Linked DNA regions of Mus musculus: regions 2, 3 and 4 are each linked to region 1. Evidence: chromatin contacts called from public HiChIP or PLAC-seq and promoter capture Hi-C data. All regions are on one chromosome and are shown on one strand. The core of a region is the stretch at or near the end of the contact, and the rest is flanking DNA. Distances in the headings are between cores, read along the strand shown. Region 1 holds the start of Thap12 (THAP domain containing 12). Region 2 overlaps Gdpd5 (glycerophosphodiester phosphodiesterase domain containing 5). Region 3 holds the start of Gdpd5 (glycerophosphodiester phosphodiesterase domain containing 5). Region 4 holds the start of Capn5 (calpain 5).

Evidence for each region. Promoter capture Hi-C pulls out the DNA fragments that hold promoters and counts their contacts. HiChIP or PLAC-seq counts read pairs in DNA pulled down with a chosen protein or histone mark.
Region 2: a contact with region 1 is called in an H3K4me3 HiChIP or PLAC-seq map of the 230-238 cell line, with 4 times the contacts expected there. The contact joins the enhancer-like site here to the promoter of Thap12 in region 1. A contact is called at or near these places in 2 of 39 promoter capture datasets (embryonic stem cells and liver) and 3 of 115 datasets of contacts at active chromatin or transcription factors (the 230-238 cell line, forebrain and stem cell-derived neural progenitor cells).
Region 3: a promoter capture Hi-C map of pre-B cells shows a contact between it and region 1, with 4 times the contacts expected there. The contact joins the promoter of Gdpd5 here to the promoter of Thap12 in region 1. A contact is called at or near these places in 4 of 39 promoter capture datasets (embryonic stem cells, liver and pre-B cells), 1 of 484 Hi-C or Micro-C datasets (CD4 T cells) and 6 of 115 datasets of contacts at active chromatin or transcription factors (astrocytes, differentiating embryonic stem cells, embryonic stem cells and 3 more).
Region 4: a promoter capture Hi-C map of erythroid cells shows a contact between it and region 1, with 13 times the contacts expected there. The contact joins the promoter of Capn5 here to the promoter of Thap12 in region 1. A contact is called at or near these places in 3 of 39 promoter capture datasets (erythroid cells, liver and pre-B cells), 2 of 484 Hi-C or Micro-C datasets (embryonic stem cells and muscle stem cells) and 2 of 115 datasets of contacts at active chromatin or transcription factors (bone marrow-derived macrophages and kidney).

What each region holds. Positions count from the first base shown.
Region 1 is chr7:98,700,063-98,705,416 of GRCm38.p6, reverse strand. It overlaps Thap12 (THAP domain containing 12), which reads right to left and starts at 2,170. Exons shown (of 5, transcript NM_028410.2): 1 at 1,939-2,170. The coding sequence starts at 2,027. Gm15506 (predicted gene 15506) reads left to right here and starts at 2,489. Exons shown (of 1, transcript NR_144495.1): 1 at 2,489-5,354. It also overlaps the pseudogene LOC108167485.
Region 2 is chr7:99,447,165-99,452,518 of GRCm38.p6, reverse strand. Gdpd5 (glycerophosphodiester phosphodiesterase domain containing 5) reads right to left here. Exons shown (of 18, transcript NM_201352.3): 8 at 4,299-4,397; 9 at 3,953-4,046; 10 at 3,432-3,577; 11 at 723-805. Among named protein-coding and RNA genes, the nearest start is that of Klhl35, 16 kb to the left of the region's middle. Within about 2 kb of position 3,283, at least 50 of the 459 cell types and tissues checked have an H3K27ac peak or open chromatin away from gene starts, as enhancers often do. A contact at or near this core is called in the 230-238 cell line, where this site is marked.
Region 3 is chr7:99,378,966-99,384,319 of GRCm38.p6, reverse strand. Gdpd5 (glycerophosphodiester phosphodiesterase domain containing 5) reads right to left here and starts at 2,802. Exons shown (of 18, transcript NM_201352.3): 1 at 2,112-2,802.
Region 4 is chr7:98,175,262-98,180,615 of GRCm38.p6, reverse strand. Capn5 (calpain 5) reads left to right here and starts at 2,342. Exons shown (of 13, transcript NM_007602.4): 1 at 2,342-2,572. It overlaps Gm16938 (predicted gene, 16938), which reads right to left and starts at 3,422. Exons shown (of 3, transcript NR_045972.1): 1 at 3,128-3,422; 2 at 1,206-1,291.

The sequences.
Region 1 (5,354 bases), core at 921-3,420:
GCCTACCAGGTATCACACTATAAATCAAACTATAATATCTTCCGAACAGACTAATACTCCAATCTTTCTTATGTCAGTAACTGTTTTATGTTAAAAACTTCTGTAACTCTAACACTTTGGGGAGTGGAGACGGAGGATTGCTGGGGTTGGCTGAATCTGGCTACAGGTTCAGTCAGATCCTTCTTAAAGGAGGAATAGAGCAAGACACAGGATGCCCTCTGGCCTCCACATACACACACCCCATACCCACACATAATCTCAGAAGTTAGTCTTGACTCTTTTCTCTTATAAACGACATCCAAATTACTAGTAAATCCTGTTGGCTTCATCTTCAAACCTTATCTAAAGGCATCAATTTCCCTCTTCATCCTCTTCTACTGATCTGGATTATTGCAACAGTCTTCCCTTGGTCTTCCTGCTCATATCTTTACTTCCCTACAACTAACAAGCAGCCAAAAATCCTGTTAAGAACTCTTGCAGCTCTAAACTCTCCCACTTCACTCAGGATAACCACCAGAATATCTTCCATGGACAACAATTTCCTAAACAATTTCCGTCTCCCATATAAACCTCATCAGCAAGCATGCCTTGACTTCACTCTTACTGTTTCCAGATGCTTTTCCAACATATTGCACAGCTCTCCCCTTCCCCAATTCAATTTTTTTTTGTTGTTGTTCAGATTCATTATGGTGAGACTTTTTTCTGTTATGTTTAAAATAGAAACTGTGCCTCCGTTTTTTATACTTTTTTTTTTAAACGGGTTCATGAGACAAGACTCACACTACAGCCCTAACTGGCCTGGAACTTACTCTAACCCAGGCCTGCTTCAAATCTCAATTCTCCCTGCCTCCTCAGCGCTGGGATAACAGACAATGTCCACTGCTCAGCTCCCTGGCTATGCTTTTTTCTTTAATCTGCTCTGGTATATGCACGAGCGTTTTGCACTTTGAGCATACCTGGTACACAGGAAGGCCAGAAGAGGTTGTGTAATCCCCTGGAACTGAAGTCACCTAATGTGGGTATAGAACCCAGGCCTTCTGCGAGTATAAGTGCTCTTCAGCATTGAGCTATCTTTCCACCTGTTCCCTAGCTAAAAGCCCTTCCAACCCCTGCTGTATTTTTCTTCAGGATATTTTTCATTATTGGACACGGTATTATAAATATTTTACTTGCCAATTTCCCAAGACTTGAATGTAACCTCTGAGAAGAGGGATTTTCATTGGTTCATGTTACCCACTCTCATACTCTGACCAATTTCTACCAACTGTCGGCTTTCAATAAATATTTGCTCAATTAATATCATGCTATATTCAGCGCTCGTTGATAGATCTGCTCTCTCTCTCTGTGGATTAGGTGCTTTCTGCCGTCCGTGACAAAATTCACTCGAGTCTCCAGCACCTGACATGAGTACTTCAAACATGGTTAAGCACTGATTTTTAAACGAATGAGCCAACAGGAGAGCTCTGAGAACTACCTGCAGTCTATCACACTAAGTCCCTATGATTCTCAGACTACGTCCCAGATTATAAACTACCCCAAGGAAAAGTGAAGTTGCAATACCATATTCCCACGCCCTCACACTTGTCCTCTGTGGTCCCAACAACCAAGGGAGACAATGAGTAACGGTCGGCATTTGAACACTGGGTTGACAAGTCCGAAGGAGGCAGTTGTGACCTGATTTAAGATCAAAGAAAGCGGCTCGCCTCCAAACAGAAACACTGTCCTAGAAGAGACCAGTGACGCGGGGGAAGGCAGGGCCCCTGGGAACACAGCCCTGGAGAAGGGTTACTTCTTTGACAGCTAAGGAACCGCGTCGGACCACCAAAGGCGCTAAGCGCCCACTTCATCCGCCTTCGCGCCCCCGGGTGGCACCCACTGGGCCGGGTGCCCGCGAGCGCACGTGCGCGCAAGTCCCTGAAGCTTCCGCGCCCCACTCACCTGGCCGGGTCCCGCGGGAACCTGAAGAAGGCCAGGTCAGACTGCGTGCTCTTCCGTGTGCAGTTGGGGGCAGCGCAGAAGTTCGGCATGGTCGTCCGGCCGCCGGCCGGTCCAGCCCTCCCCTCCCCGCCTCGTCAGGGCAGCGCGGCCGCCCCGCGGGGCCGGGGAGGGGAGCTGGGCCGGCCGGCCGGCTCCGCAAGGCCGCGCGCGGAGGAGGGGCTGGCGCGCGAAGCCGCGAGGGGCAGGAGGGGCGCGCGGGCCGAGGCTGGGCTGGGGCCGCGGCTCCACAGTGCTGTGTGCGGCCGGGAGGATTTACCGCCGCCGCCGCCGCTGCTGCACCTCCAGCCCGCCCGGGACGCTACCGCCTCCTTCCCACAATGCACCCTGGCGCTGGAGGGTGCCCTCTCTTCCCTCAGCTATCCGCCCCCGCCCTCTTCGCAGGCGACCGTCCCTGCGGGCGGGCATGCGCACTCGAGAGGGTCGGGCCAGCTGCGTAGTCTCAATGCACATGCGCACAACCCAACCCGCGCAAGGAAGGAATTGCGCATGCGCTGTAGTCTCCCCGGGACTGGCGAGCGCAACCCCGGGTTATTCGGGTAGGTTTGCTGTGTGCGGGTTCCTGCAGATCCAGGGCAAGCTAGAACGTTACTTCACGGCTGCGTCTGCCCGGCTTGTGTAAAAGTTGTCACGGTTCATGCGTCCATTGCGTGAGTCACCGTAGACTCTTAAAGGCAACAGATTCGGGATGACCCTTGCGATTGCTTTGAAACAACTCGCGGGTTGAACGCAAACATGAGTTGTAGAGGATTTAATTTTTAACCCGTTTTGCCTTCCGGTTACTCTGTGACCGAATTAGTGCTAGATTGCTAGCCGCACACCTTGACTAGACGCTAGGGTAAAAGCTCAGAAAAGCAGTAACTTCCTTGGTGGTTTCCAGAGAGGCAGGAATAGTGCAATGATTAGGCCAGCAGCACCCTAGAGATTTTTACCTCAGGCTTCTCACAGTCCTGGCCTGATAACGTTCCTGTATGGTTTTGTTTCAAAATGAGTGGCCGCTATTTAGAACAAAGTATCAAATTTTGCGTAAAATCGAACACGTCTGCAAGTAAGACCCACCACTTTTGAAAGAAGCGTATGGGGGTGAAGTGGTGTCGAGGGCTTGAGTATTTGACTGGCACAAAAGGTTTAAAGAAGGGTGGGAAAATGTCTGAGATGATCCATGAAGTAGTCGTCCAGTCACCCACAGAACGGATGCAAATATCCAAAAGGTCACGGACTTTGTGTGAACAAGCAGTTAACAGTGAGAAGGATGGCTGAAGAAATTACATTTAGAGAAAGAAACCATTAGATTCATTCTGAAAGGAAACCTGAACACGAGAAAAACGTCTGTCAAAGCTATAGCAAGTATTTTGAAGGATCAGCCTGAACTTGGGGAAATTTGAGTGTCCATCTGGTCATTCAAAGGAAATTAAGAACGCTAGTTTATAGGTGAGGGAAAAGAGGACAAGTTCTGAGATGTGGAGTTAGCTGCAGCAGAGTGCTGATGAGGAAATGGCTCTGCCTGTGTAGAATCCCAGAAGTCGGGCCCCTGCCAGCCACCTTCTGCAGGGAGCATGCTCAGAGAGTAGGAGATCTGACGACTGCTACGGTATCAGACATGGAGATGCAGCGTTTGGAGTTTGCCCAGCTGGTTTCCTGTCTTGCTATTGGGATTACAATAAAGTGATTGGATGAATCTCAGAAGAGACTTTGAACTTTTTTTTAAAAGATTTTATTTATTTATTTTATGTATATGAGTACGCTGTAGCTGTCTTCAGACACACCAGAAGAGGGCATTGGATCCCATTACAGATGGTTGTGAGCCACCATGTGGTTGCTGGGAATTGAACTCAGGACCTCTGGAAGAGCAGTCAGATCTAACCATTGAGCCATCTCTCCAGCAACTCTGAACTTTTAACATTGTTGAGCTGCTATAGACTGGGGACTCTGGAAATTAGACTAAATGTATTTTGTATTATGCTATGTTTAGCTGTGGCCCTTATAGCCTCATATGTTTGAACAAGTCTGTGGGGGCCAGGGAGTGAAATGTGATGGTTTGTATGTGCTTGGCCCAGGGAGTGACCCTATTAGGAGGTGTGGCCTTTAGCAGATGTGTAACTGTGGGTGTGGGCTTAAGACCCTAACCCTACCTGCCTGGAAGTCAGTCTTCCACTAACAGCCTTCAGATGAAGATGGAGAACTCTCAGCTTCTGCACCATGCCTGCCTGGATGCTGCCATGTCCCCGCCTTGATGATAATGGACTAAACCTCTAAACCTATAAGCCAGCCCCAATGAAATGTTGGCCTTTTTAAGACTTGCCTTGGTCATGGTGTCTGTTCACAGCAGTAAAACGCTAAGACACCCAGCAGTAGTCAAACAGCAGCAGGATGTCTCAGGTTTGGGGGAAGAGGAATTACCGCCCTAACTTAGTCCAGAGCAAAGCACTTTGAAATGGCTGTGCACCGTCAATGAACACGACAGAGATCATAATGACCTAGGTGGCAGAAGAGTTCCCACTAACTCTGAAGTGCCTGCTTGCTGTCCTGTCCTGGACCTTACTTCACAGCTCTCTTAGGTTCCTAATTCTGTACACTCAGATCCAGCCATGATCCCATATCTCAGTGTTTTCTCAGTGCCCTGCAGACACTCATTTTCTTGTCTAGCTTGCTCTTGGTTCTCAGATTCCCTGTTGTTTGATTCTGGGCCACCCTTCCAGGTGTGTCTGCTTTGGGGCTTTGGTTTGGTACGCATTTCCACTCACACAGCTCTCTCCTTTCTGATTTTTGGGCCCGTGTTCCTGCCCATGACTTAAGCTGTGGTCCAGACATGTGGAGCAGAGAGTTCTTCAGCCCTGGCTCTAAATTGTCTTCCTGTAATTCAAGAAATGGGATAGGGAGGGATGGCATAGAGGCTAATGACCAAGCCCTGCTACCATTAGCAAGCCCAGTATAATCAGTATTACCCAGTTTCTCAAGGCTTGGTTACCTCTAGAAGCCTTTCCAAACCTTAACATCTATATAACAACTCTATTTTTCCCAGGTCAGTGGGGCCTGGCTGGCTGTGGCTGTCAACAGAGCTGGCCATCTGCATACCTTGACCCATTCTCAAGCTTGCTAATGTGTGGCTTCCCAATTGACCTTACTCCCCACCCTCACGTCCACACCTATTCCATGTAGTTTCTTGTGCCTCTGCTAACAGTCTAGGAGGAATAGGTCCTGTCGAGGAAAGATCACCTCATCTTGCTTCATATGATCCCCAAAGTAAAGAATCACCTGTTTACCAAATTTGTGACTTGGGGGAAAAAAAACCCCACAAAGATGGTAGTCTCCTAAATTTTGTCCCTGTCTGAGTGATTGAAATGACAACATCAAGATGA
Region 2 (5,354 bases), core at 2,034-4,533, 750 kb before region 1:
TAGAATAATAATAAAGGGCTCCCTCGCTCCCTGTTCCTCAAGAAATTTTATCCACTCCTATGGAGAGGCGTGGGGCGTATAATCTATGTGGTCTACACCAGGAGTGGTAACCTCACATATGTGGTGTAGCTGTATATTGTACACCCCGTGGGGCAGTAATTGGTGGCCCTGCCTTCTCTCCGCCTCAGGGGTATCCTTTGAGTTACCCCTGAGGTTGGGATGGGTTTCCCCGTTGGTTGACATTCGTGTTAACACAAATGCTGCATCTAGAGATGGAAATGTTCACATCACTTCCATATGATCTGTTTGTTTGTTTGTTTGTTTGTTTGTTTGTTTGTTTGTTTGTTTGTTTTGAGATGGGGTTTCTCTGTGTAGCCTTGGCTGTCCTGGAACTCGGTTTGTAGACAAGGCTGGCCTCAAACTCACAGAGATCTGCCTGCCTCTGTCTCCAGAGTGCTGGGATGAAAGGCGTGAGACTCACAGGTGTCATTTTTTTCCCAACAGGTCTGTGTCCCCACACCTAAACCCTGACTGGACAGTAGTCTGTTCTTTCTATTCTGGAGTCTAGCACAAACCTCTAAAAGGATGCCTGGCTTGTTGTGATCATCCAAGTCTTCATCCCCCCTCCTATCACCAGGGGCAGGAGGTTTTTATGAGGAGACCCAGATGCAGAGGTGGGGGTGGGGTGAAGAATGGCCACCACCCTTCTCTGCCATACTAACCTGATGGTGATGTCAGCTTGCAGCCCATACAGCCTCTGCTCCAGCGCCTTCCGGAAGGACATCACTGTGTGTTCTGGAGCCAGCTGGAGAGGAAGGACTGGTGACGGCAGAGCTAGGGTCCAGTTGGTGACCCTTCCCCAGCCAGTGGGAGGTGCCCCCTGCTAGGTCTGCCTCTCATTCTGGCTCCTTTGTGGAGTTGCTATGGGAACCCGGGCACCCACACAGCTGCTTCAAGGTTCCATGTTTTCATTTGTTATAATATGTATACCTCATGGAGGTTTGGGGGGAAGGGACAGGCAGTGTGCTGGGTATGGACTCGTATGAATATGAATGCCTGACACAGCCATAATAACAGAGTTAGCAAATAATCACTCTGATCACATTGTCCTTGCTGTATTACAGGCACTGAACAAGACTCTAGAAGCAAATGGCCTTCCCCACAGGCCTGTGGGCCTACAGTAGCTTTGGGCAGAGACTGAGTGCTTGGTCCCTTCTGGCTTAATCTCAAAGCCCAGTCTGGGGGGAGATTCTGGAGGGGGAAGGAGAGAGGATGGGGTTGCTGTGGTGTGATGAGTTTCTTCATCTATACAGCAATAATAATAATCTCTCCATCGCTACACTGGCACATGGACTCAAATTCATGCTTGACACCTAACAATAAGTTTGCAACCCTAGGGCAGATCATCACCCAGAAGGTTGACTCCAGCCATTGAGCTACATGACCCTGCCTTGCAACCCTGGGTGAATCCTCCCTCCTAAGGACCCACCCTCTCTTCAGACCTTTGGGGATATGGGAATCACTGTTCTCTGTGGGTATCTAGCTGGGCAGTGAGTCTCCTTTGGTCCTGTGCAGAGTAAATTGCCATACCTCTTCCTACCACTAGAGGTCAGCACCAAACCAGAGATTGGATTTAGACCTGGCAACTCAAAAGGCTGGCAATCATTTGTGAAGCCTTCACAGGAACACACTCGTGGTGACTCTGGCTGGACACAGTCATTCACAGTGACATGGAGAGAGCACTGGCTATCCGTGCCTCCACACCCCCCCCCGCCCCCCAAAAAACAGCACTAAAGTGTCTGCAAAATGGCTTAGTAGGTATAGATTCTTGTTGCTAAACCTGACAACCTGAGTTTAATTCCCAGGACTGCTTGGTAGGAGGGAACCGTCACCTGCAAATTGTTGGCTGAATCTCCACACGTGTCCTGAGGCATCACAATGCCACATTTTTTTGTAAAAAAAAAAGGTGTTTTGAGGGTTTTTTGTTTGTTTGTTGTTGTTTTAAAGTTGACCTTACAGAAGTAAAGAGCAGAATAATGATCAATAGAAGGTAGGAGGGGGAGGGGAGGCCGGTCACCAGGTGGAAATGATGGGCCATGTGAATGGGTTCTAGCATTCTACTGCAATAGGGTGGCAGTGGTAAATGCTAACTCCCTGTGTCTTTTCAAACAGGCAAAGGAGAGGATTCTGGACGCTCCTAACACAATGAAACAGGGTGTGATGTGACAGGTGGATCACTGCGGTGTGAGGATAATGCATTGTACAATTGAGAACCACACCGTGACTTGCAAATATGCATCACTAATTATCCTGTGTCAGGGTAAAAACCAAACAAGCATAAAATGAACGCCACACCCAGGCACGGGGCACACACCTGTAACCTTAACACTCAGGATGGGGATTCAGGTGGTTTGTGAGTTCCAGGCTATTCTGGGCTGCACACCGAGACCCTATCTCAGAAATGGGACAACAGATATAATGAGCAAGTCACCACCGCAGGATGGAGCAGCCAAATGCACAGCTTGGGAGGCTGTCTAGAGACAGCTTCATCAACAGATAAATAGCACAAAGGAGACTGGGGGAGGGGCTGTCACAGATGAAAAGGCACTCGGGGGACATGTGTCAAGCAGATGGGCTGCATGATGTCATTTGGATCATGATTTTAAAAGTCTGCACTACAGAAAGATATTTTTGGAGACAAAGGAAAAATAACTATGATATTAGGTCATGTTAAATAATTGTTAATTTGGGGGCTGGAGAGATGGTTCTGGCTGCTCTTTCAGAAGACCTGGGTTTGATTCCCAGTGCCCACATGGCAGCTCACAACTGTCTGTAATTCCATCCAGTCTCAGGGGATCCAACACCCCTTTCTGGCTTCCACGGTGTCAGGCAAAGCAACCATACACATAAAAGTGAAAATAAATACTTTTAAACATTGTCAGTGTGGTGTTATAGTCATTATCATTATGTATGTATATACATGTGTGTGTGTGTGAGAGAGAGAGAAAGAGAGAGAGGGAGAGAGAGAGAGAGAGAGAGAGAGAGAGAGAGAGCATGTGCACACATGCTTCAGTGCACACGAAGAACATCCTCTCCTTTATCTTTATGTGGGTGGCAGGGATTAAACTCAGTGTGCCGGGCTTTTACAGCAAGTGCTTTCCCCTGCAGAGCCATCTCCCCAGCCTGTTGTTTGCTTTTAAGTCCTTATGTTTTGGGCGTGCTGGCATATGCCTGTAACCCCAGCACTCAGGAGGCAGAGGCAGGAAGGCTGGCGGTAGTTTAAACCCCAGCTTGTCTCAAGCAGATCAAACCAAAACCAGGAAGTCCTTCTATGCTGGCGATACATCTGCTACCACAGACATGACATTTATTTCCCACATGCTCCTCTCCTGCAACAGCTGTTGCCCCGGTCCACCCTCTGGGGTGCTTACCATGGGAGCCCCTCGGTGGCCGATGAGGGCAGGTTTGGGGCCCAGGTCTTTTTTCTCCATGATGCAGGGAGAGGAGATGGTGAGAGGGATCAGGTAGAAGGTGAAGACCACGGCGAAGAAGGTACAAAGAATGGTGAGCTGAGAGGCTGCAGACACGGGCAGTAGGAACGTCCCATGAGCCACTGTGCATCTCTCACCAGGCCCAACCATGCCTAGCCAGCCAGACTGGAGTCAGAACGTGGTGTTCTGTGGAGTGGCCTTTGCTCTGACAGGAAGTGAACCCCACACTTAGGCACACATGTACAGGAAGACATGGACACCCAGAGCATTCTTTTTTTTTTTTTTTCCACCCAGAGCATTCTTTGGTAGCATCTATGACTAGCCTGGAGCCAGCCCCTGATGCTGAGCACAAGGGCCCCACCTCATTCCCAGACCACCCAGGTAGAGTCCCTGGACAGTCTAAGCTGGCATTTGTATTCATGGAGGTCAGGATGGGTGGGCCCTCTCTAAGGGGTACTCACAGGACCGCTCTGCACGGGCAAACTGTCCAGCGACGATCCAGGAGAGTGCAGTGATGGCCACCAGGGCCCCTATATGCAGGAATGGTGCCGTGCCCTGGGTGTGAAGAGAGGCAGGAGGGACCAGGGACTCAAAGGCAGGTCCAGACCCTCAGGTCACCAGCATGCTGCTGACCGTCTCTACCTACAAGACAGGCAATCCTGTCTCCATCTGCCCACTGAGGATGCTGGGAAGCCTGCTGTGCAGACCCCTCCCTGTTCCTCTCTGCGCCTTGGAGAAACAGGAGTGATAAAGGGTTGCAAGGGTCCTGGGGTGGCAGTGTCCCTGTCCCTAGCCCGCCTCACTCACCTGCAGGGAAATCAGCAGCACCTCCCACTCATCCTCCCAGAGCTGGGCCACTGCAGACATGGCCACCACCGTGGAGGCCAGGATGACCACCAGCCCCATCTGGAGAGGAAAGTACCAGACAGAGGGTCAGGGCAAGAATGAGGGGACCTCTGTCTGGGAAAGGAGGAGGAGAAAGAAAGCAGACGTGCCCACAGGCTGGGCAGGGGCAGTGCAGTGCAGTGCTTTTAATCCTAGCACTTGGGAGGCAGAGGCTGGTGGATCTCTGTGAGTTCAAGGCCAGCCTGGTCTATAGAGTGAGTTCCAGGACAGCCAGGGTTATATAGAGAAATCCTGTCTCAAAATAAAACAAAACAAAAGCAAAAACAAAAACAAAAAAACAAACAAACAAACAAAAAAAGATAAGGAGGAGGAGGAAGAAGAGGAGGAAGAACATAGTGCAAGAAGAGGAGGGAAGGAGAGAGCCAGGGATGAGCTGAAGGCTGTATGGACAGTAAGAGGCCAACCAGAGGCAGAGGCAGGAAAGGCAGGCAGATCCCAGGGAAAGAGACGTGGAGAAAGAGAAGGGAAGATGAAGACAAGATGAGGACAAAGTGGAAAACAAGGGCCTCTCTGGCATCAGGCCTCTACCAGGGCAGTAGCCTGTGAACTGTGCAGTGAGAGGGGGCTGGGCTCACACTAGGGGGTACTTGGCTCACAATGTCGTCTGTCGGACTGGCAGCCTAGGTCTCCTACATTTGGCTGCTTTTCTCTTGACATCAGGTCTCATGTAGCTTGAACTCCTGATCCCTCTGCTGCCTCCCTAGTGCTAGGATTACAGATGGGCACCAGCATGCTCAGCTTACGCTAGGCTGGGGACTGAACCCAGGGTCTTGACTGTGCGAGGCAGACACTACCAACTGAACTATATCCCCAGCCCAGCTTCTAGTATGTTCCATGGGAAGTGTGGGGCACAGCTGTAATGAGCATTGAGGTACCTTCAGGGACAGAGATCTGTGCCAACCGGCACCGGAAACCCCAAACTAAGTAAGACTAAGCTGGGGTTCCCTGCTTCAGTCT
Region 3 (5,354 bases), core at 1,553-4,052, 680 kb before region 1:
CAAAGCTGTTGAAGTCTCTCAGCCTGTGACTGCCACCTGTGTGTGTTCTAACCTCAAACAAGTTTGAGGATTTCCCAGACTTCCTGGTCAAAACTCCAGTTTCCTTTCTCCGTAGGGAAGGAACTGGATGGTAGCCAGGCACTGTGTATCTTTAGCTCAGTTAATCTTGGTGGGAGAGCCATTCCACTCTCCTAGAAAAGCAGAGGGCTCAGAGGGTAACATGGCTGCCCGTGACCCCGGAGGCCGAGTAGCTTCTTTACCACACAGCACTGACCACTGGCCACTTAGGCTCCAGTCTGCCGCTTAGCCCACCTGCATCACTTCTACAACACTTCACAGTTGACACTTAAATAGTCCCTGAAGCAAACTCAGCAGGCCTGAGTCAAAGATTTCACCTCTCTGAGCCTCAGCTTCCCACACAAGATAGCCTAAAATAGCAAGCCCATATTGGACAAGCTCCACAACTCCTTAGCACTCAACAGTTTGCCTGTGGGACCCTCTCTTTCCGAGTAGGTAGCACCGTGCTCTGACCCCCATCTTGCAGGTGAGACTTCAGAAGGAGGCTTCCCCTAGTCTCCTGCTCTGCCTCACCGGAGGTTCCCAGCTCTTTCCAGCACGCAGTGAAATGAGATCACAGGTGTGAAATTAGTTCATCAAAAAGGGAGCTCTGTTTAGATGCAAGGATTATTATGAGATCTGAATCCTCAGGCAGAGGTGGGGGAGGGGGAATCCCAAGCCCCTTAGACACCTTCTAGGCTGCTCGAACCCCTCCAACCCCAGGAACAGGCTTCTCGTCTTTAAGACCCTGCTCCATCTCCCAGGGGCTTTCCAAGGTAATTTCCCCACACTCCAGGGAGTCCAGCCCAACAAAGGTTAACCAGTTCCAGCCAGGGCCATAGTGCCCAGACCAAGGCCATATGCCACCCCAGCCCCACCCAGAACAAGAGCCCACAGAGTCCGTGCCAAATGCTCTTTCACAATACCCTCTCCTACAAAGATCCCAGGGCAGCGAGCAGGAGGAACTTCTGCCTGGGAATCAAGCACCTGGACTGTGTGTCCCCAGATCCGGCAGCCCTAACCTTAAGACCTGGAGAAGGTCTGCCCTGGGCCATTTTGCACATAGAGACTGGAGTCAGGCTTCTTTGAGCCCCAGTTCCAACCACACACACTCTCTGCAGTCTCATACACGCTTACCTCAACTGCATATTGGGGCTGGGGAAACCCTAGCCACAGACCGAAAAGGTGTGAACTAGGAAGGGGAGCAGACCCCTTGATGGATGTTTGGAAATCTTTCAGGTCTACTTCTCTCTCAACCACTCACTGGCTTTAGGACCTGGGGTCACTGTGCCCCCCACAAGTCTTCAGTGTCCTCATTAATAATGCCAAAGGAAGGTGGCTGAGTTCTGAGGGACCACAGCTCCAGCTTCCACATGGCTGTGTCTTGGGGACCAATATGGTGAGTCCTTTAACAGATAAAGAGTACTTCAGTAACTTGGGGACATTAACTATGGGAAGCAGGTTGTCCCTCCAGCCCGGACCCCGGGAAGAGATCTTTTGGAACAGGGAAGCCCTGCCTTCAACGCAGGTTCACCTTTCCTGGGAGGTGGCATGCCCATGACCCAAGAGTGGCTGGTAAGAAGGACCTCTTCGGCTTCAGGACCAGTGCCTGGATTTCGATGCCCCAGAGGCCCCCACCCTGCCAAGCTCTCACGTGCATGCAGGCTATCCACTTCTTTTCTTCTCCCCTCCCTCTTTGCTCTTTCTCTCTTTATCTTCTCCCTTCTCCCCAGTCTAATCCTCAACATGGAAGGCAGAGGACCTCAACCCTGCCACGCCTCAGTTTCCCCAACTGTCTGCGCCCATAACAATACACAATAGCTTTTATCTCGGGGTTGCTATGAGCTTTGGATAAGGAACGACTTGTGCAAGGGCGGGGCTCGGACCTGCACACAATGGGCACTCAATAAGTGCGGGCTTCTCTCTACTATCTTTCGCGCGCCCTCTCCTAAACAGTTCACTCTCTGCCCGTGTCCCCTCCACGCCCTCCGCTGACCCGGGCCCTGCCTCTAAGGCTCCCGGGACTGCTCCCGCCGCGCATCCGGGGCTCTCACCTGCAACCTCCGCTCGCTGGAGACTGTGGCAGGAGAAGCCCCTGTGTTCCCCTGGGAGCAAGCACCCCAAGATCCTTAACCTAGGGCGGAGAAAGGTGGCAGCTTCGACTCGCCCAGGGGTTCGGTCCGACTGTTCTGCCTGCTTGGGACCCCTCACGGTGCGCTGGACCCGGGCGGTGCCAGTACAGTTTCAAGTCCGGAGCAGTTCGGTCCAAGGCAGCTGAAGATTTGGTTCTCCAGGAGCTGGAGGCCGGTGGGCGTCCCGGCTCCTCTACACTCAAGTCCCAGAGCTGGGGCCACCTTGCGCCGACCAGGGGGCGGAGGACACTCCAGCAGAGATGGGTCAGTATGATGGGGCCGAGAACGTCCCGTCTCGGAACTCCGGATCAAGGCCGGGGCTCGAACGTCCCAGCAGCTCCAGACCACGGGGCTAGGAAAGTCCAGGCGCGGAATGCGGGGCTCGGACAAGCAGGGCAGGGCAGGGCAGGGCAGGCGGAGCGCCAGCGGCCGGAGCAAGGCGAAGAAGTCTGCCCAGGTCCCGACGCCGCTCACTCTGCAAATCTGGGCGGACCTGTGCCGGCAGCGGACTCCAGAGCTCCGGGCCGCCGCTCCACTTCCTCCTCTTACCGGCTCCCCGCTCACCGCTTGCTCAGCCTCGCGCCGCAGCCTCTGCTACTGCCGCTGTCACCCTAGCCGCCCACCCCCACCCGAGCTGCAAACCGAGCCGAGCCGAGCCGAGCCGAGCCGAGCCCTGCCGAGACAGCTCCGGAGCGCCTGCGAGCTTGGCCCCTCCCCTAAAGGGTGGGACCAACAGAAACCCCGCCCCTGGCCGGGCCGGGAGCAAAGGCGGGGCGTGAGAGACACTGCTAGGCCGGTCCCCGGCGCAGTTGGGCAGCAAGAGCCAATGGGAGAGTGGAAGAGGGGTGGAACTCTGCTGAGCGTGGTCTGGTGCCGCTGGAGAAGGACAATGAAAGCTGCGCGTAGCAAGCGAGCCAGCCGCCTGGAGATCAAGATGGTGGGCTCGGGGGCCTGGGTTGACTGTGACTGAGCACGAGGCCAGCAGTGGGAAAGGGCGAAGCATGGAGGAGGCGAGGTTAGGACTGGGATGTCCCTGGATGGCGGAACCTGGGGCGTAGCGTGATACAGCCAGCCTCTTGCTCCTCCCCGCTGCTAGGGCTCCTTGCACTGAGTAGCATTTGGGAGCAGTGCAAGGCTCTGATTTTAGGAAGCGATGCAAAAAAGTTTGTAAAAATAAAAAGCAGATCTGTTTCCCACACTTCCCCTTTCCCAGAGTTCTGCGGCTCAGGGAGGAACGTCGTTATCAGTTTCAAAAATATGAGCGGAGGTGTGTGAGGACAGCTCACTTCGAATCGTGACTTCTGTCGGCTGTGCACCTTCCCCACCCCTCCCTGTCTTTGAAGTATCCAGCGTCCTGTGTGAGGCACCGAACAGGAGTGAAGGGTTTGATATATGAATGAGTGTTGCGAGTGCGCGTGGGCAGGGCTTAAGTCACTAATTGGCTTGGGGAGCCCTAGGATGAGGCAGCCCAGCCCAGGTTCATCTGCAAGCCTCAAATCAATTTTCTGCGTGAAACCCCTTTGTCACTGCTGTGGACCAAGACTGTAGGGGGCGCATGGTGTTTTCCAGATTGCTGTTGCTGGTATAGGATTCTATCCACCAACTCTGTGACATTCCTGGACTAGACTGGCTCTGGAAGATGGCTTTAGCCTCCTAAGGCGATGCCAAGGTCATCCTTGACTACACAGTGAATGGAAGCCAGTGTGAGCCTGTCTCACAAGACATAATAATACCACCTTAAAGAAACTCAAGACACTGCAACTTGACAGTCGAATGAGTGAGGAACCACATGGGCTTAGAAGACCAAAGGAATGGCTTTCCTGACAGAAACAACAGCACTTACAAAGGACACCTCCAGAGATCTCTGCCTCGTATTGGTTAGCAGAGGCTTCCCTGAGCAGGTTACAGGCAAACTGAGGTCAAAAAAAGCTAGCAAGGTTAGTAGGAGTTGACCGTGCTCCTGAGAAATCCTGGCAGCAGTAGAGCAAAAGTCAAAGTGGGAGATTCCAGCGAGGCAGGTAGAAGGGAGTTCAGACTTATCCAAAGGACCAAAGATCTCTTAAGATCCTCCTGAGCCCACAGCCCAGCTGGATGCTGATGAGATCAAACTAGGAGGAGCTTGGAGTTTGGATTCCATTAGCAGAGGGCTGTGAGAAGTTTTCAGCACACTGTCAACATGATGGAGTTCTGTAGGGAAACAAGTGTCCTTAAAACACAGCGCCTAGGGGAGTGGCAAGGGCCTGCCTGAGGATTGAAGCTATCCATATCACACTTGGTAAGGGTGCCAAGATCTCGTATACCTTCCCCTTGGCCAAGAACCGTCAGCCTTCAGTTGTCAGCCCCACGGAGCCCTGAACTCTTAGCCTGCTATTGTAGCTCCTTGTCTTTCCACCTCTTCTCCCCCCCCCCCTCCCTCACACCTCTCTCAGATTCGCTAACAATGAACATCATCCCTACACAGTTCCTCCGAGTGGCTGCCCTTATGGTCCTCCTGGACTGTCGTGAATCCCACCTTGAGTTTATTCCTGCTCCCCTGCAGGACTGAGGTGAGAGTTGGAGAGCCAGTGCTCATCAGCTTGCCTGACTGCTGTGTCCTAGAGCCTTGCCTAGACTCAGTAATTGAGTCACAAATGTCACCTTCTCTGAGATGCCATCCTGAACTCCCAGGCAGCCTTTAGTCTGATTTGCTTACATGGAAGATTCTTTAAGAATGTTCATGCCTCATTTCCCTCCCCCTTCATGGCTGGGAGCTACTCTGTGGATGTATGTCCCCACCCACCATGGCCCTTGAGAGACCTCAGCGTTAGAAGATGAATGAATGAGGTTCTCAGAGTAGAGCTGTCTGGCTGTTAGGACAGCCTCTTCAGGAGGTCAGATGGACAGAATGTCCAAAAGAAAAAAGCTTTTCAGAACACAGCTTCCTCGATGACTCCTGAGGCCCACTTAAGGTCAGCAAGTGGTGAACGGCTGCTCAGGTCTCAAAACACCCACGTTTGCCCTCTGGCTGCCCCTATGGAGGAGAAGGAGTTTTCTGATCTGGGGCAATCTGGCCTTTTGTGGTGAGGGAGGCCACAGAGTGACAGTGGATGATTGGTGGTGGCTTTGTCTGGGAGGCTGTCAGTGCATGGCCTGGCTTGGAAGCCATGCCTGGAGGCTGACAGGAGA
Region 4 (5,354 bases), core at 1,093-3,592, 520 kb after region 1:
TGAGCAGAGAAGATTCTGATTCTGGGCATTGGTGAGAGGCATAGAGCTCTGCAGAGCTAGGTAGAACGGGTTCTGATTCTGACCAGTAGAAGGGATGGGGCTATCCCTGGAAGGAATGAGTCCCCAGTTACAAGGGACTTTAAGTAGATCAAGGGGCCTACAGTGATGTCCTTTTCCTGAAAGCCAGGAGAGGAGAAGGAGAGGCCCAACACAAAATAGATAGAACCAGCATAGTTCGGTAGGTCTGGATCCCGGTTCTGCTGTTTACTAATTTTGTGACCTGGGGCATCTCCCTGAGGTTCAGGTCTGCCATTGACTAAGTGGGGCTAATAACTGTGAGAATTTAATGGAAAAACACCTAGCCATCAGGCTCGTTAATGGCACCATTAGATGACTAAGCTTATAAAAACCAATTGGCAGGGTCCTGAGGCCAACACATTGGCAAAGATGCATCATCCGCCCCCCAGAAAGCCTTGTTAGGTAGGCAGCCCAGCTCTTCCTGGCATGCCTTGATCTTCTGCTCCCCAAGGATCAGAGCCTCTGCTCCTCCATCAAGTCCAGATGCCCTCGACAGGTCGCTGTCTCTCTAGGTTTCTTCCCTCATCTGTCAGGAAGGTGGACGCTGCCAGAGATGGGCTCTGAGACAGGCCTCCCAGTCCAAGCCCGGTTCTAAGGCACCTGGGCCTAAACATCATGATGCAGGGTATGTGTCTCTGCTGCTGGAGACACTGTATCTTTATACAATGAGCAGGCTGGGCTAGAGGACAGTAACAGCTAGAGGGCCCCATAAGGACTTCCCAGGAGTTAAGCCAATGAGACCCCACGACTGCAGTGTGGGTGCTGCTTTGAGTTCTGCAGTACAGGTCTCATGTCCAAGGCCACACAGCTAAGGAGTCAAGGCAGAGCCCACGAATGAAACCAACACATAGTACCCTCTCCTGGCTCCATACTCAGAGCTATAGAAGAGAGTCAGAGCATTCTCTGGATACCATGGCTTTGTGGGCTGAAGAACACACTTTCCCAGACATGACCCCTGCTCTATCTCGGAAGATTTGAGAGGTGCCCTGACAGAGGTAATGCTACTTGCTACCTTGCTTGAGGACTTTGACTGAACCTTTTTGACATTTTTTGTCTCCACAATCACCATGTGCTTCTCCTAGAAAGCCCATTTTACAGACAAGGAAACTGAGACCATTAAAGGATATAGAACTTTCTCGGTAACTGGTGGAGTGAGCCCTTGATCCAGATCTGCTTTGTGGACCAAGGGCTTCTGGACAGAGACACGCTGAGGCTGTGTGGAGGCAATAGAAGAGCTTTTCTGTGGGGATGGAAAGAATGTAAAAACCCTAGGCCGGCGGCCATAGGCCAGGACTAGGGTAAATGGAGAGCGGAACCTAGTAGTCTTGGAACATTGTGCGTGGGTGGTGGTGGGTAGGGGGAACAGCAACATGGTTGGAAACTATTTGGTCAGTCAGGTAACCAGATGGAGCTACACTTAGGTGGCCAGGGACAGGGGTGAGGTAGAGGGCCGGATGACTGAGGTTGAGGTAATCATTAACAGAGACCAGGAAACTAGAGGGATGAGTGGGCCTGAGTTTCTGACCTGTGAGCGACTAGTATGACCAGGTCAGACAAGCTTTGTCTCTGTGGCCTTAGAGTGACCCAGCCTACTGTTGGCCAGCCCTGGTCATCTATAAATCTCCCTGGGATTCCCCCAAACCGCCTGGCCTGAGGAGATTGCAGTTTCCACTTCACAGAGTAAGAAACCAAGGCTTGGTGTATTCCAGGGCATTCTGAAGGCAGTCAGAGAGGGTCAAAAATCTGGGCCCTGCTGCTTTAGTCTACACTCAGAGCAGATAAATGCCCAGGACAGGACAGGTCTGGACAGGATAGGGCCAGCTTCCCTTAACTGACTGGGGCCCTCTGGACACCTCACCAGGGCCTACATTCCTCTTCTCCAGCTAAAATCTTGGGAATGGGTGTTTGGATACAAATGGAAAGGGAGTGGTTCTCATCTCATTGGGTCTTCCCATTCTCAGCTGCCCTGCCTTGGCCCTGTCTGAGCCCGGCTAAGATGCATACCCCAAGTCGGCCAACATTCTCTGCCAGCACTTAGTGGGGCACGCAGGTCCTCCAAGGCCAATGGCGAGGTAGGCAGCCAACGTCCCGGGATGCTCTCCTATCGCGGACAGCACTGGAGTGGGGTTTGAAGGAGTGTTGGGTCAGGGCCACCCTTTCAGTTTCGAGCCAGCACTATCGGGCGGCCTCAGGGAGGGGGGTGGGGGGGGGGAGGCACAGCCTCTCTAGTTCGCATGCGCAACAACCTCCCTTTCCCCGCCCCGCCCCACCCCGGGAGACCACGCCTCTGGCCTCCAATGGGAGGAGGCTGAGAGGAGGGGCGGGACAGACTGAAGCCCGGGGGTCCAAGTTCCAACCCCCGCCTGCGGGCTGCCGGGGTATCATCTCCCCGCAGAGTCCCAGGCTGTGGCGCGGGCTGGTCTAGCCTCCGCTCCAGTGCCCGCACTGTGCTCTGCATCCCGGGAGTCCAGCTCCAGCTGCGGCGACGCGGCAGGTAGGAGGCGCTGCGCGGAGGGAGGCGTGTGCGAGCGCACATTAGTGTGCGTTTGGGTGTGTGTGCAGGTGCAGCGCGGGCCAGTGCGTGCCTTGGGAGCACGAATCCGAGCAGGGGTTGTACATCCCGCGGATTCAGGGCTGGGAGTTGAGCGCTGGCCTGCAGGCCTAGGAGGCGGAGCCCCACCCCCACCCCACCCCCCAAAGATATGCCCGGGGCCCCTGAGCTCATCCCTACCTCCACCCGCAGCCCTGGGTGAGAAATCAACCTCACCTCCACCTGGGTGTTCTGAGGCCGCGTTCCCAGTGCAGAAGTGCTGGGGTGTGCTTATCACTGGTGGGCTAGACTCTAATCTTCCTTACAGGTCCCCTTTCCTGTCCTCACGCCTGTGCTCCTCAACCCATTAAACCTTCTAACCTTTCTAGATGTCCACATCCCATGGTTTGGAGTAGGCATGAGACCATGAGACCAAAGATCCCAGGTAGATGACCCTTCACCCCTTCTTGGCCACAATCCCCTAGTTGAATGGGGGTGGGGGGGGGGGCTCTTCCTTACCTTCAGGGCTGGGTGTGTGGCACTGGGAGCAAGGCGGGTCTGGCAGAAACTGGCTTTTTTCGGAGACAATTCAGGATTGATCCTATCTCCAGCTGTCAGGATTGGGGGTGGGGAGTGTAGGAAAGGTCCCCCTAAGGGGGCCCAGGGGTGGAGTGGGGCTGAAGAGCAATAACAGGTGCTCATTTGCCCTGGCAGTCTTTCCTGTGGTGAGAGTCAGCCCCAGACTTCACACAGATGAGCCCCAGCAGCAGAAGGGAAGGCAGCCTCTCTCTAAGGTGACCCAGCCAGAACTGGCACCCAGGATCCCAAGACACAAGCCTTGATCTCCTCTGTGCCAGAGGGTGGAACACTCAGCCAATGCCCAGGGCAGCTAAGTGTTCAGGGAGATCTTCCTGGGAAGCTCTGCTGTGCAAGGGAGGTTGAGGCCTCCCTGGATCCTTGCTGGTCCTTGCTGCAGGCTTAGTGTTTTGGGTGGAGGTGAAGAAGACCAGGGGGGGTCGGGTGTGGTGGGCCCAGCTGCTGCTACTGCCCTAGGCTGGGTCAGAGCTGAAGCCTGGGTGGAGCCTAACCTAAGAGGCTTCTCTTCCCACTGAGAGGATGGAGGGCCAACAGATGAGCTCCTGACTGGCGTGGTGAGAAGGCAGAGTCAAGCACAAGTCAGAGGGGCCATCCTTGCCTGGGAGCTGATGAGAGTTCATCTGAACAAGGACTAGGAAAAGTCCAACAAGGTGAAGAAAGGACCGTAGAGTCCAAACTACGAAACAGTCAGGCTAGGAAAGCTCACGGACAAACACAGGGTGTGACATTGAATGCCAGTCTGGACGGTGGGTGTGTCTGACAAGGACCATCTTTAGCTACCCTGGGGAAGAGGTTGCTATAGAGGTTACAGTAGGGAGAGCCCCACCCCCTTCCTGGCTGTTCTCAGCACCCACTGCAGGCTAGGTGTGACAAGTCAGGAGAGAACCCTCTGGGGCTCCCGGAACAGGAGTGGAAGGTCTAGGGGAAGCTTCACGGGCCCATTACTGGGTAAGAGCAATGTCTGCCTCTGAAACAGTACCAAACAGGTGGCAGTTGGGCATTGGTGGCAGGAAGCCTGTGGCTTTCAGTGGGACATCTGTGGGCTTCTCAGAAGCCTCTGCTGTCTCTGTCTTATTCTTCTCTAATTTCCCTGAATGCTCTTAGGATGGCTCTGAGATCTGGTCCCCCCAAAAGGAGGCCTTCCTTGTCCCCTCAGAGGGTGCTGGGAAGCCACTCTCCACCACCCTCTTGCCTGAACGGCCTGTCGTCTTCCTCCTGCAGACTGTCTCCTTGTCTTCCTGCTTGCCCATGGCCTTGAAGCAGAGAGCTTTGCCTGTGGCTCAGTTTCCCCTGGTGTGTGGAGTGAGGCTAAATAATACCTTGTCACAGAGACTTCAGGGTGATGATGGTGACATTAGACCTGGTCACATAGGCACTTTACTACGAGGTGTTTGGTAGCCAGCTGACAGCTTTGTCCCTGATCCCTTCATTGAGTAAAGAGAGGGTCATTTTCAGGCAAGAGGACTGGTCAGCATTGGTTTTTATTGTTTTGGTTTGGTTTTTGTTTTTTTGGTCTTTGTTTTTTTTTTGTTTGTTTGTTTTTGTTTTGTTTTGTTTTGTTTTGTTTTTCCTATTGAAGTGGGAGGCCCTCTTGGCTTTAATGAATGAAAGGACCTGTCAATCACTTCTAAGTTTCTGCTTACTGTTCTCTGTCAGATTGGCCAAATCTTCCCCACCCCATGCCCTGGAAGAAACAGGGTAGGGCAGCTGAGGGGTACCCTAGGTATGTTTTGCAAAGGGCTCATAGGTGTGAGCCCTGGCTGTCCCCAGTTACAGACAGCAGACTGTCACACCTTCTCCAAGTATCTCTGTGGGCTGGGCAGCCGCTGCTGGCCTCTGTAGCTGGTCTTGCTGATTGAGCCCTCCTCTCCCCTATCTCTCAGTGCCTGAGGGGCCCCTCCCAGCTACCCAAGTCCTCCAGACATCTCCTTTCAATTCTTGTTTTCTTATAGTCCCCTGAGGTCCCCAGCCTTGGCCTTCAGGACCCCCACCTTGGTAGCCTCTTTCTCTGGGTAGAGGTGCCAACTTGCCTCAGATCAGATGGAGCTACCAGCCTCCTTTAGGCCTCAGGCTCTGTCTTTCCTAGATCACTAAAGGCAGAATGGGCCACGTGTTTGGGGGGTACCAGCCTGGACCTCCTGAAGCCGAT